Linked DNA regions of Mus musculus: all the other regions are linked to region 3. Evidence: chromatin contacts called from public HiChIP or PLAC-seq data. All regions are on one chromosome and are shown on one strand. Each heading gives the region's core, a stretch centred on a gene start, on an enhancer-like site or on the middle of the called end of the contact. The rest is flanking DNA. Distances are from core to core; before and after follow the strand shown. Region 1 has its middle 58 kb from the start of 1700055K11Rik. Region 2 has its middle 21 kb from the start of Pck1. Region 3 holds the start of Bmp7 (bone morphogenetic protein 7).

The links. HiChIP or PLAC-seq counts read pairs in DNA pulled down with a chosen protein or histone mark.
Region 1: a contact with region 3 is called in an H3K4me3 HiChIP or PLAC-seq map of craniofacial prominence, with 2.2 times the contacts expected there. The contact joins the enhancer-like site here to the promoter of Bmp7 in region 3. A contact is called at or near these places in 5 of 39 promoter capture datasets (cranial neural crest, embryonic stem cells and frontonasal cranial neural crest) and 3 of 115 datasets of contacts at active chromatin or transcription factors (craniofacial prominence and embryonic stem cells).
Region 2: an H3K4me3 HiChIP or PLAC-seq map of the SCID.adh cell line shows a contact between it and region 3, with 9 read pairs. The contact joins the enhancer-like site here to the promoter of Bmp7 in region 3. A contact is called at or near these places in 1 of 39 promoter capture datasets (pre-B cells), 1 of 484 Hi-C or Micro-C datasets (nephron progenitors) and 2 of 115 datasets of contacts at active chromatin or transcription factors (the SCID.adh cell line and astrocytes).

What each region holds. Positions count from the first base shown.
Region 1 is chr2:172,800,223-172,803,726 of GRCm38.p6, forward strand. No RefSeq gene overlaps it. Among named protein-coding and RNA genes, the nearest start is that of 1700055K11Rik, 58 kb to the right of the region's middle. Within about 2 kb of position 1,734, at least 10 of the 459 cell types and tissues checked have an H3K27ac peak or open chromatin away from gene starts, as enhancers often do.
Region 2 is chr2:173,172,988-173,176,032 of GRCm38.p6, forward strand. No RefSeq gene overlaps it. Among named protein-coding and RNA genes, the nearest start is that of Pck1, 21 kb to the left of the region's middle. Within about 2 kb of position 1,389, at least 185 of the 459 cell types and tissues checked have an H3K27ac peak or open chromatin away from gene starts, as enhancers often do. A contact at or near this core is called in the SCID.adh cell line, astrocytes and nephron progenitors, where this site is marked.
Region 3 is chr2:172,938,502-172,941,960 of GRCm38.p6, forward strand. It overlaps Bmp7 (bone morphogenetic protein 7), which reads right to left and starts at 1,820. Exons shown (of 7, transcript NM_007557.3): 1 at 1,154-1,820. The coding sequence starts at 1,568. Gm40010 (a long non-coding RNA gene) reads right to left here and starts at 1,144. Exons shown (of 3, transcript XR_867069.2): 1 at 1-1,144.

The DNA.
Region 1 (3,504 bases), core at 484-2,983, 140 kb before region 3:
TTCCACGAACACCAGCATCTGTGTTTGCCTGCATGCATAGCGTCTGCTTCCCCATGGCTGCCAGTTGATCATTCTCTGATATCATTGCATGAGACCATGGTGCCCAGATGCACAAGTTCACATAACTGCCCGTCAGTGTCTTTATTGCATCTCAAGGTTGGGGTCTGAGGAGGTGCCTTAGGAGTATAGCTGGTTCTCTGCCTGCTCGACCCTCCACTATCTCTGGATCGTCCACAGACAGCGGGGAGAGAGGGGATCGTGTATTCAGCCATTGTTGGATTAGCACCTAGCATGTGCAGGGTGCATACAAGAGCTGGAGTTGATAGAAAACAAAGAAAACATAGGAATAGATGTCAAAGGACAGCCATGGGGGAGCCTGGGTTGGGCTGAGGGGCCGAGAAACATCCCAGAACTCCCTTAAGGGAGATCTCACCATATGCTTCATATGGAGGTAGACTGGCCTGGGACCTGGGACAGAAGACTGGTGAGTTTCTGCCCAGTGCCACGCCTGGGTCTGAAACACCTGGTCTTTCTGGGGTTTAGCACAGTTCTTGGGCAGGTCGTGACAGCCCAATCTGACCAGAGAGGCCGAGGCTTGGGGACGGGGACTGTAGCTCAGGCTGCCAGGTAGGACAGAAGAATGACGGGATTCCTCCTGTGTGGCTTCTGTGGTAGGACGTCCCAGCTGCGGCTACTAATAAGGACAGACATGCACACACACACACACACACACACACACACACACACACACACACAGAGCACATAAACACGTACACATTCCCAAGTGAGGTGTAAATTTGAGTAATTGAAAGCTGCTGCGTGGAGCTGGGAAGCTGCAGCTCACAGCCCCTCCAGGCCAGCCTGTGCACTGAGCCGGTCCCTGATGGTGTCCTGACATTTAAAAACTGGACTTCACTCAAAAAATGCAAGAGACTGACTTTATTTGTAGAGCCTAGGTATCTGGTCGCATTCTCTGTGCATTGATATAAGGGTTTTGTTGGAGTCTGTGTGGCGTGTTTGTGTCTGTGTGGCTGTGTATGTGTCTGTCTGTGTGTCCGTCTGTGCTTGTGTGGGTGTATCTGTCTTTCTGTGTATGTGTCTGACTGTGTGCGTATGTGCTTGTGTGTATCTGTATATGTGCCTGTTTGTATGTCTGTGTATGTGCTTGTGTGTGTGTCTGTCTCTGTATCTGTGTATATGTGTGACTGTGTGTCTGTGTATAAGATTGTGTGTGTGTCTGTGTCTGTGTGTATGCCTGTGTATGTATGTCTGTATGCCTGTCTGTGAGTGAAATTCCTTTCCCTGGTTCTCTGAAAACACTTACAGCCTTTGGACCCCTTTCCTACATCTTGGGTTCAGAAGAATCACCCCTTCCCATGCTCCCCATCTGGGTGGCCTCTGCCATTCACTCTCCTCTCTTATGGGCTCAGGAAAGGACTCTGTCACACATACAGTCCCCAGCTCCCTCACATTCGCCAAAGGTGAACTGTGCATTCTGGGGAATTTAGGGGGGTGTTCTAACAATCCCTTTCTCCCCTCCCCCTCCCCCCCTCCCTCTCCCTCCCCTTTTCCCTCTCCCTCCCCCCACCCCCCACCCCCCCCACCCCCGCTTTCCCAGGCTCACTCAACTTTCAGTTCACATGTGTGTGATTTTTATCTCCTCAGGACATCGGGACAACCAAATGCACTTAAGAGTTCAGGGAATTAAAACCAAATGTGCTAGGAGGCCCCTGCCTGCAGAGACTGAGGCCGCTGCAGAGACACAGGGTTCCAGAACTGTCAGCCAGTGGGCAGGACTGGTAAAACTGGAGTGTATCTGCCTGTGGATCACAGAGGTCAAGCTGGAATCTAAGCTCCGTGGAACTCCATAAGTGTTCAGAGACCACAAAAGAGAACCCAAGACCTGTCACTCAGAGTGGCAGAGGAAAGAGCCCAGTCACTAGCCAGCTTCCTGCAGGCTTCCTTCTTGCTGTTTAGGTGGGATTAGGTTTGTTAAAGAGAAATTTCCTTTTACATTTTTATTTATTTTGTGTGTATACATAAAATACACATGCATTTGAGTGCATGCCTTCTCATGCATACACGTGTATGAGTGTGTATGTCTCGTGCATACACATGAAGGTCAGAGGACAACTTGAGGCAGTCAGTTCTTGTCTCTACCAGCTGGGTCTCAGGAACCAACTCAGGTCATCAAAGCTTCTTGTCTTAGTCTCTGTTCTAGTGCTGTGAAGGGACACCATGACAAACTCAACTTACCAAAGAAAGCATTTATTGAGAGTTTTCTTATAGCTTTAGAGGGTGCGTCCAGTATTATCACAGTGTAGAGCCAGGCAGACAGGCAGGCAGGCAGGCAGGCAGACAGACAGGCAGGCAGGCAGTCAGGCAGGCAGGCAGGCAGGCAGGCAGGCAGACGACAGGCAGGCAGACAGACAGACAGGCAGGCAGACAGGCAGGCAGGCAGGCAGACAGGCAGGCAGGCAGGCAGGCAGGCAGGCAGGCAGGCAGACAGACAGACAGACAGACAGGCAGACAGGCAGACAGGCAGACAGGCAGGCAGGCAGGCAGGCAGGTAGACAAGCAGGCAGGCAGGCAGGCAGGCAGGCACACAGGCACACAGGCAGGCACACAGGCAGGCAGGCAGACGACAGACAGGCAGACAGGCAGACAGGCAGACAGGCAGGCACACAGGCAGGCAGATATACAGGCAAGCAGGCAGGCAGGCAGACAGGCAGGCACACAGTCAGACAGGTAGGCGGGCAGACATGGTGCCGGAACAGTAGCTGAGCTCCTACATTCTGATCTCTAGGGCGGGGGAGGGATGAGTTTCTGTTAGCCCACCCCAAGTGACACACCTCCTCTAACTAGGCCACTCCCCATAGTCCTTCCCAAACAGTTCCACTCCCCAGTGACTGAGCATTCAAATATAAAGCCTATGAGCGCGATGCTCATTTATCTACCAGGCCATCTCGTAGGCTCTGGGGAAATTTCTTTAGATGCTGCTGCCCTCAGAAGGTGCTCTGAGTAGTTCTGAAAGGAGGAACGTGGCTGCAAGGCACAGGAAGCTGGGCTCAGAGCAGACGGGGGGGGGGGGGGGAGGCTGCTGAGTGCTTGTCACAATTGGACTTGAACGCCCCCCACCCCCACCCCATAGGCTCATATGTTTCAATTCTTGGTCCCCAGATGGTGATACTACTTTTGGGGGGAGGAAGTGGAGCCTCACTGGAGGAAGAAGGTGGCTGGAGTGACTTTGAAGTTTTATGGCCTCCGTTCTTGTCCCTCTGTTTCGTGGCTACAGATGCGCTGTGATGAGGAGCTTCTTATTTCTGTCGCCATGCCTTTCGTGTCGCAGTGGACTGTGGCCCTCAAGCCGGGGGCCACAATAAACCCTTCTTCCCTTCAGTTGCTTCTTGGATCTTTAGTTGCAACCTGTTGGAAAGACCCTGACACAGCATCAAGGAGGGGAAGTGGCAGGATGAAGGGAGGGGGAGGGGGAGGGGGATGATG
Region 2 (3,045 bases), core at 139-2,638, 230 kb after region 3:
CTCAGAGGAAGACTGTGGACCTATGCCCCCTTTGGAGTGGCCCAGAGTCTGCCCAGGGAGGAAGCTTCTGCTCTGGGTCAAGGGGATGTGAGATGCAATGTTCACACCTGAGGAACTGCATTCTTCCAGCTGAGCAAAAGGGAAGTGCTGGGCCCACTCACTTCCCTGTTTGTAGTGCTTCTTTCCCAACGCTGGGCTCCTTGCAAACCATGGCACAAGCCAGCTTAGAGTGGTAGCTCACAGTGGGCCTTGCCCCAGTGAGGAAAGAATCAAATGAGCATCACCATGGCAACCAGCTGTCAACCTAGGGGCTTAGCAACCAAGGTCAGGGCCCCTTCCCCACGGGGCTGCCTTCTCTCCCCCAAGCCAAGGAAGCTAATATCTCCATGGAAGGGTAGAGGCTGTTGCCAGAGACTCTTGTGGGCCCTGACAGTCGTTCTGATTTCTCTTGCAAACACTGAAGGCATAAACCCCCTAAACACCCCCTCTAAAGCTGTTTCCCCCTCACCCCCCCCCCCTCAAGAGGTAAAAGTTTCTTGTTCTAAACTTCAGAAGAGCCTTAGCAACCTGGGCACGTCCTGGGCAGACAAGTGCGTCATGGAAAACTTGGAGCTTGCTGATTGGCTGGTCTCTGCTGCAGCGATGCGAGTCCCTGAACACTCAGGAAAACAACATAATGTATTCCTGTCTGCAGCTCCGAGCAGAAGCTCATTTCGTGTCTTGTGTTTCCATTTCCCGAGGATTAATAAGTGTGGAGGGGACGCGGGCTTCGTGCCGAATATTTATTTAGTCAATATACACATCAATTTAGCAAATTAGAGATTGCAAGCCATTTCTGAGCACGGCTGTAAAAATAATAGCTGTGCTTTAACTGGTAATGGATTCGGGGGAGGATGGCCGCTACGTGCTTGGCACTGAATAAGGACACAGAAGTTTAGTTTGTCGAACTTCACAAAAAGCCTGAGTCACTGTGGGTGTTTGTGAAGGAGAAGATAGCTAGATTCCGGAGACAAAGCCAAGGAATGGGCTCAGGGTCTCTGAGGAGACCAGCAGGGTCCTGACACCCAGTGGGAGGGGACAAAGAGGGTCTTAAGATACCATAGGAGGGGACAAGGAGGCTCCTGAGCCACAGTAGGAGGGAAGAGGAGGGTTCTTAGAAAGAATGGGAGGGAGCAAGGAGGGTCCTGGGGCATAGTGGGAGGGGAGAGGAGGTTCCTGGGAGGGGACAGGAGGGTCCTGAGATACAGTGGGAGGAGAGAGGAGGTTCCTGGGAGGGGACAGGAGGGTCCTGAGATACAGTGGGAGGGTAGGGAAGGGTCCTAGGATACAGTGGGAGGAGACAAAGATGGTTCTGAGACCCAGTGGGAGGAGCGAGGAGAGTCTACGCCGCCCCCATAGCTGTGTGGGCAGGCTTTGGAGATTCTGGCTCTGTTAGATGTGGTGGTTTGTTCTCTAAGATAAGGCATTCACAGCCGCCTCCCCCTCCCCCCCGCAGCTGTGACAATCCCAAAATGCCCCCAGACCTAGGCTCCGTTGGAGTCTCTCTCAGTTGGGGTGTATGAAGGAGGGGAGAGTCTCCGGGCTGTATGTTTTGTTTATGGAGGCCCCACCTGCGAGCTAGATCTGCAACCTGCAGAACATCTTACAGTGCAGTCAATGCTCCTTGGTCATAGGTGGGAACCTGGAGGCTCAGAGCACCCTACTGAGCTAGGGACTGTGAGCTTCCCCCTCCCTGGTCCCTGGGAGGATCTTCTCCTCCTGTCCTCTCAAGTGTCCCTTCCTCTGAGCCCCCTTCCCCTGGCCTGGGCTGGTCACCTTCATGATCCATGTTCCTTCATCCCTTCTGAGTTCTCCACAGGCCTTGCTTGGCCTGACCCAGACTGCATTCTTGTCTATTGAAGAAGAACCTACCCAGCCCCTGCCTCTGCACTGATGAACCAAAGACTTCCAAACTGGTCCTGGTCAGTCAGCAAGCAGCAGGCAGAGATGCCAGCTGCCCACACTATGTATCAGGCCCATATCTTTTGGGGGGGGGGGTAGAATCCTTACTCTTTAACTTCTAAGCACATGAACTTGTGCCCAAGTGGTGACCAGCAAGGCAAAAGTGGAGGAGTCATGTGTGTTATTTTCCAGAAAAATTTCTTCCACATCTACTTCTCTTTCCTGGCACCTGGGAAGGGGACTTGATGGCTGGAGCACCAGCAGCAACATTGGATTATGAAGTAGAAATATTGTATTAAGTATAGAGGAGCTTAAGGGAGAGGGGATCTGGTCTTTAGTGATTTTTAGGTGTCTTGCAGAGTCTGAGCTTCCTTCCTCTGGGATTTTATTATTCAGAGGTGAAATAGATTATTTGGTTTAAGCTACTTAGGATGGTTAGTTTTAGCCATCAACTTGGCACAACCTGGGAAGTCTTCATAAAAGATTATCTAGATAAGGTTGAGAATGTATGTAGGGGAATTGCCTTGATTGCTAACTGATGCAGGAAAACACATCCCACTGTGGGTGGCACCATCCCCTAGGCTGGTGTCCTGAGCTTTGTGACAATGGAGAAATCTAGCAGAGAACAAGCAAGAGAGGAAGCATAAAGTCATTTCTCCTGCTCCTAATGATGGGTGTGGTGTGCTGAGCTGCTCTAAGTTCCTGCCTTGACTTCCCCACAGTGATGAACTGCAAACTGAATTTGTAAACTGAAGTAAAGCTCTTTACCCTCTAAGTTGGTTTTTGTCAGAGCGTTTTATCACACCAACGGAAATGGGACAGGACAGAAGTTGGTACTGAGGAAGTGGGGCTACTGCTGTAATTAGTCTGAATTTTTAAAGAAGCTTTGTTTATTTGTATGTGCATGGGGCACATTACCTACATGTATGTTTATGCACCATGTGTGTGCAGTACATGGGGCAGCCAGAAGAGGGCGCCATATCCTCTAGAACTGGAGTTAAAGATGTCTGTTAACTTTCACAGAGGTGCTGAGAACTGAACCCAGTTCTTCTGCAAGAGCGGCAAGCTCTCTTAACCATCTCTCCAGCCCCACATATATTTTTT
Region 3 (3,459 bases), core at 570-3,069:
CAGAAGCTCCAGGGCTTTTTATCTAGAGCTGAGAGGATTAACTGGGACCCTGTCTTCACGGAGATCCCTTCCGAGCCCCGGGTGCCCAGCGAGGGAGGGGTGGTCTTCAAGCTTCATTATTTCCAAGTTGACACGGCGGGAGCCCATGGTGCGTTTGGTGTCTTGACCTGGGGTTTTCTCAGCAACTTCCACAAGCAGAATAAAAGCGACACAGGAAACGGCACTATCAGGACTTGTTATCACCAAAGCCAAATATTTGATGATCTGCCCCACAGCGCACGGCTGGGGGTTAGTTTGAGCAAGTTGAATACGTGTGCGCGCACAGCTGCAGGGGGAGCTGTCTCAGACCAGCCGCAACCCAGCCTCGCATCACTCACTGGGTTGGCTGGAACTCCAGCAGGGAAACGGGTTCCCCAGCCATTCCATGGCGGCCTCTGTTCCGAGGTCCCCAGCCACCCAATCGCCAAAACCCGTGGTTTGCGCGCCACACGTGATAAACGCTGAAAATGGATTCTGCCCGCCCGGGACCTATCATTAAACATTTAAAATAGAAAACTCGCAATGGCAACGTTCTTTCCCCGGCTCCAGCCGAGAGTCCAAAGGTGGGCGACTGGCGGCTAGGCGAGGAGCCCCGCGGCACTCCGAGCGCACGCCGAAACCAGCGCTCCGCAATGGGACAGGTAGGGTCAGAGAGGGGAAGAAAAGGGGATGCGCGGGATGTCAGAACCAAGCTGGCCTCAGAGGGGCAGAGGAAAGGCGGGAAGGCAGCTTTGCCCACAAGGGCCCTTTAAATCCAGGTAGCGCGGGCCGCTGAAGCCGGTTCAGCTCACATGACCCAGCCGGGCGCTTTGAACTAAGCCGCTGCCGAGCCGGGACCTCCCGCCCCTGAGTGAGATGAACCCGCGGCGGAGCAGACAGAGACTCAGGGCTGGGGGTGCACCCTCCGGATAGCCCGGACAAACCCTCCGAGCCAGCAAGACTTATCCGAGACGCACAGAGCTTAAAGTCTACTAAGACCCCGGGGCGAAGAGTCTCTGGCGGGCACTGATGCTTTGCAAATGGAAAGGTGGACCACAGTGGCTGTAAGCAGAGACCCTCTCCCAGTCCCAAAGTGGCCCCAGTCTGAAATATATCCCCTCCCACCGCCACTCACCTAGGTTGACGAAGCTCATGACCATGTCGGCGTCAGTGAGGAAGTGGCTGTCCTGCAGGCTGGCTAAAGGGGGGCCCTGGGTACTGAAGACGGCCTTGTAGGGGTAGGAGAAGCCCTGTCCGTCCGGCCCGCTCTCCTCCACCGCCATGGCGTTGTACAGGTCCAACATGAACATGGGCGCCGAATTATGCTTTCCCTGGAGGTGCGGGCGCGGGCGATGGGGCAACCCTAAGATGGACAGGATCTCCCGCTGCATCTCCCGCCGCTCCTGGCTGCGGAGGCGCCGGTGGATGAAGCTGGAGTGCACCTCGTTGTCCAGGCTGAAATCGGCCAGGGCGGAGCGCAGCAAGAACAGAGGCGCCCAGAGCGCCACGAAGCTGTGTGGCGCCGCAGCGCGCAGCGAGCGCACGTGCATCGCGCCGGCTCTACGCGCGATCCGGGGCACCGGGCCCGCGCCGCCCCAGGTGGCAGCGGAGGGGGCAGGGCAGCGGTCCACGACCCGAGGTCACTTGCTGCAGGCGAGCTTCAAGGCGGCCTCGCCACACATGGCCACTCCCCGGCCGGCTGCGCTTTGCCCGGGACGCCCCTGTCCTTTACTCAGTTCTGGCCCGGGGCCCCTCGGCCCGCACTCGCCAGGACGCACGGCAAGGCTAGCACAGCAACTCCAGAGAGCGAGCAAGAGAGCGAGGAGGCGGGCCGGGGTGGGAGGAGCAGCAGCTTGCAGACCTACAAGTCCGGAGAGCGAGTGCCGGAGAGGCAGCTGGGCGCTGAGCGAACCCTAGCTCCCTCCTCCCGCTCTGATCGCGCTCGGGCCCGCGGGCACCAGCAACAAACCCCTTTCCGATCTCCCGCGTGCCCAATACAAGGGCCCTGCGCGCCCGGATCGCCCGCCCGCCGCCTCGGGAGCCCCGGAGTTGGGCGCGCTGGGGCCGGGGAGCGGGGGAGGAGCGGGAGGACTGACTTCCCCGCCCCTCCCGCTCCCGCTGCCTCCCACCTGCGCCTGTCCCCGCCCTCCCCAAGCCTGGCCCAATGGCTTCATTCATTCCTCCCAGGGCGCTCTACAAATATTTACCGAGTGCCCACCGGGTGTCCGGCACTGGGACAGACGCCGCAGGGACCCAGAGAGAAGAATCCCAATCTGCCCAGCTCTCTCGGGACTCGCACTTGGAAGTGGCCAAAGTGTAGCAACTAAGGGCTGTGCTAGGAAAGCATCCGGGAGGGAGCGCAGGAATCCGAGAAGGCTCCTCGGAGGTGGCCACTCTTGGACCTGGCTCATCTTTCGAACCGCCCCCCCCCCAACACTCCATTTGCTCCAGTCATGCAAAACCCCCTCGGTACCCCCACCGCTTGCCCCTCTGCTATCCTGGCTTTTGTTCCTCGGGGAACGTTCTCTCCCTGCCCCTCCCCCCTCGGGTGCCACTTCCTCTGGGAACCTTCCAGGACTGGCAGAGATAATGTGGAGATAAAGTTCTTTCTACACTTCACTCCCCCAACACACACACACATACACACACACACACACACACACACGCGCACACACACACACACACACACACACCTCCCCTCAAGTCCAGCACCCAAGGGATCCGGGCCCAGGTACTTCTCGGCTTTTCCTTCCCAAGTATCTTTTAACCCAAAGCCTTCAAACCCCAGATGCTGCAGCTCTACAGAGTACATAAGTGAAATCTGGGACTAGAGAATGTTCCCACCCCCCTCCTCTCTTGGGGGGGCGGGGTCCTGACATGAGTCCTTTGGTACCTCACTGTCTAACAACCCCACCCCTAGCCCCAGGTAGGGCCTGAGGAGTAGGCAGTTGGTACCCAAGTTCAGAAGAGCTCCCGACTGCATTTTCCTGTCTCAAAGGACTAGCCTCCCTCTCCTCCCAGGAGGAAACGTCCCAGACAGATACTGGGTCTCTCAGTGGATTGCTGCTCTTTGGAGCCTCCGTTTCCTAATCTGAAAAATGGGAGCAAAGCAGCCTTCACCCAGAATGGCAGTGAGTGAGTGGGGATGGTGAGCCAGGCTTCCTGCTTTGCTGAAGGTGGGCGACAAGCCAAGCGTTTCAGGGGTGGTAAAATGGCAAGTAGGGGCTGGGGAAGGGCCTTGAGTAGGGGGTCCCTCTTGAAGTCCTAGGGTGAGATGGGAAGCCTGGTCTTTCAGGCTTCCTGGAACAGAGATAACTACCTAGGTCTCTCAGGGCTCCTTGGTAGGAATTTTAGGTGATGTGACTGTCTGAGGGGCTAAAAGAGACATGCAGGTCTTAGCCCAGGCCTTGGATGCCACCAGTACTGAGTCCCTGGCCAGTG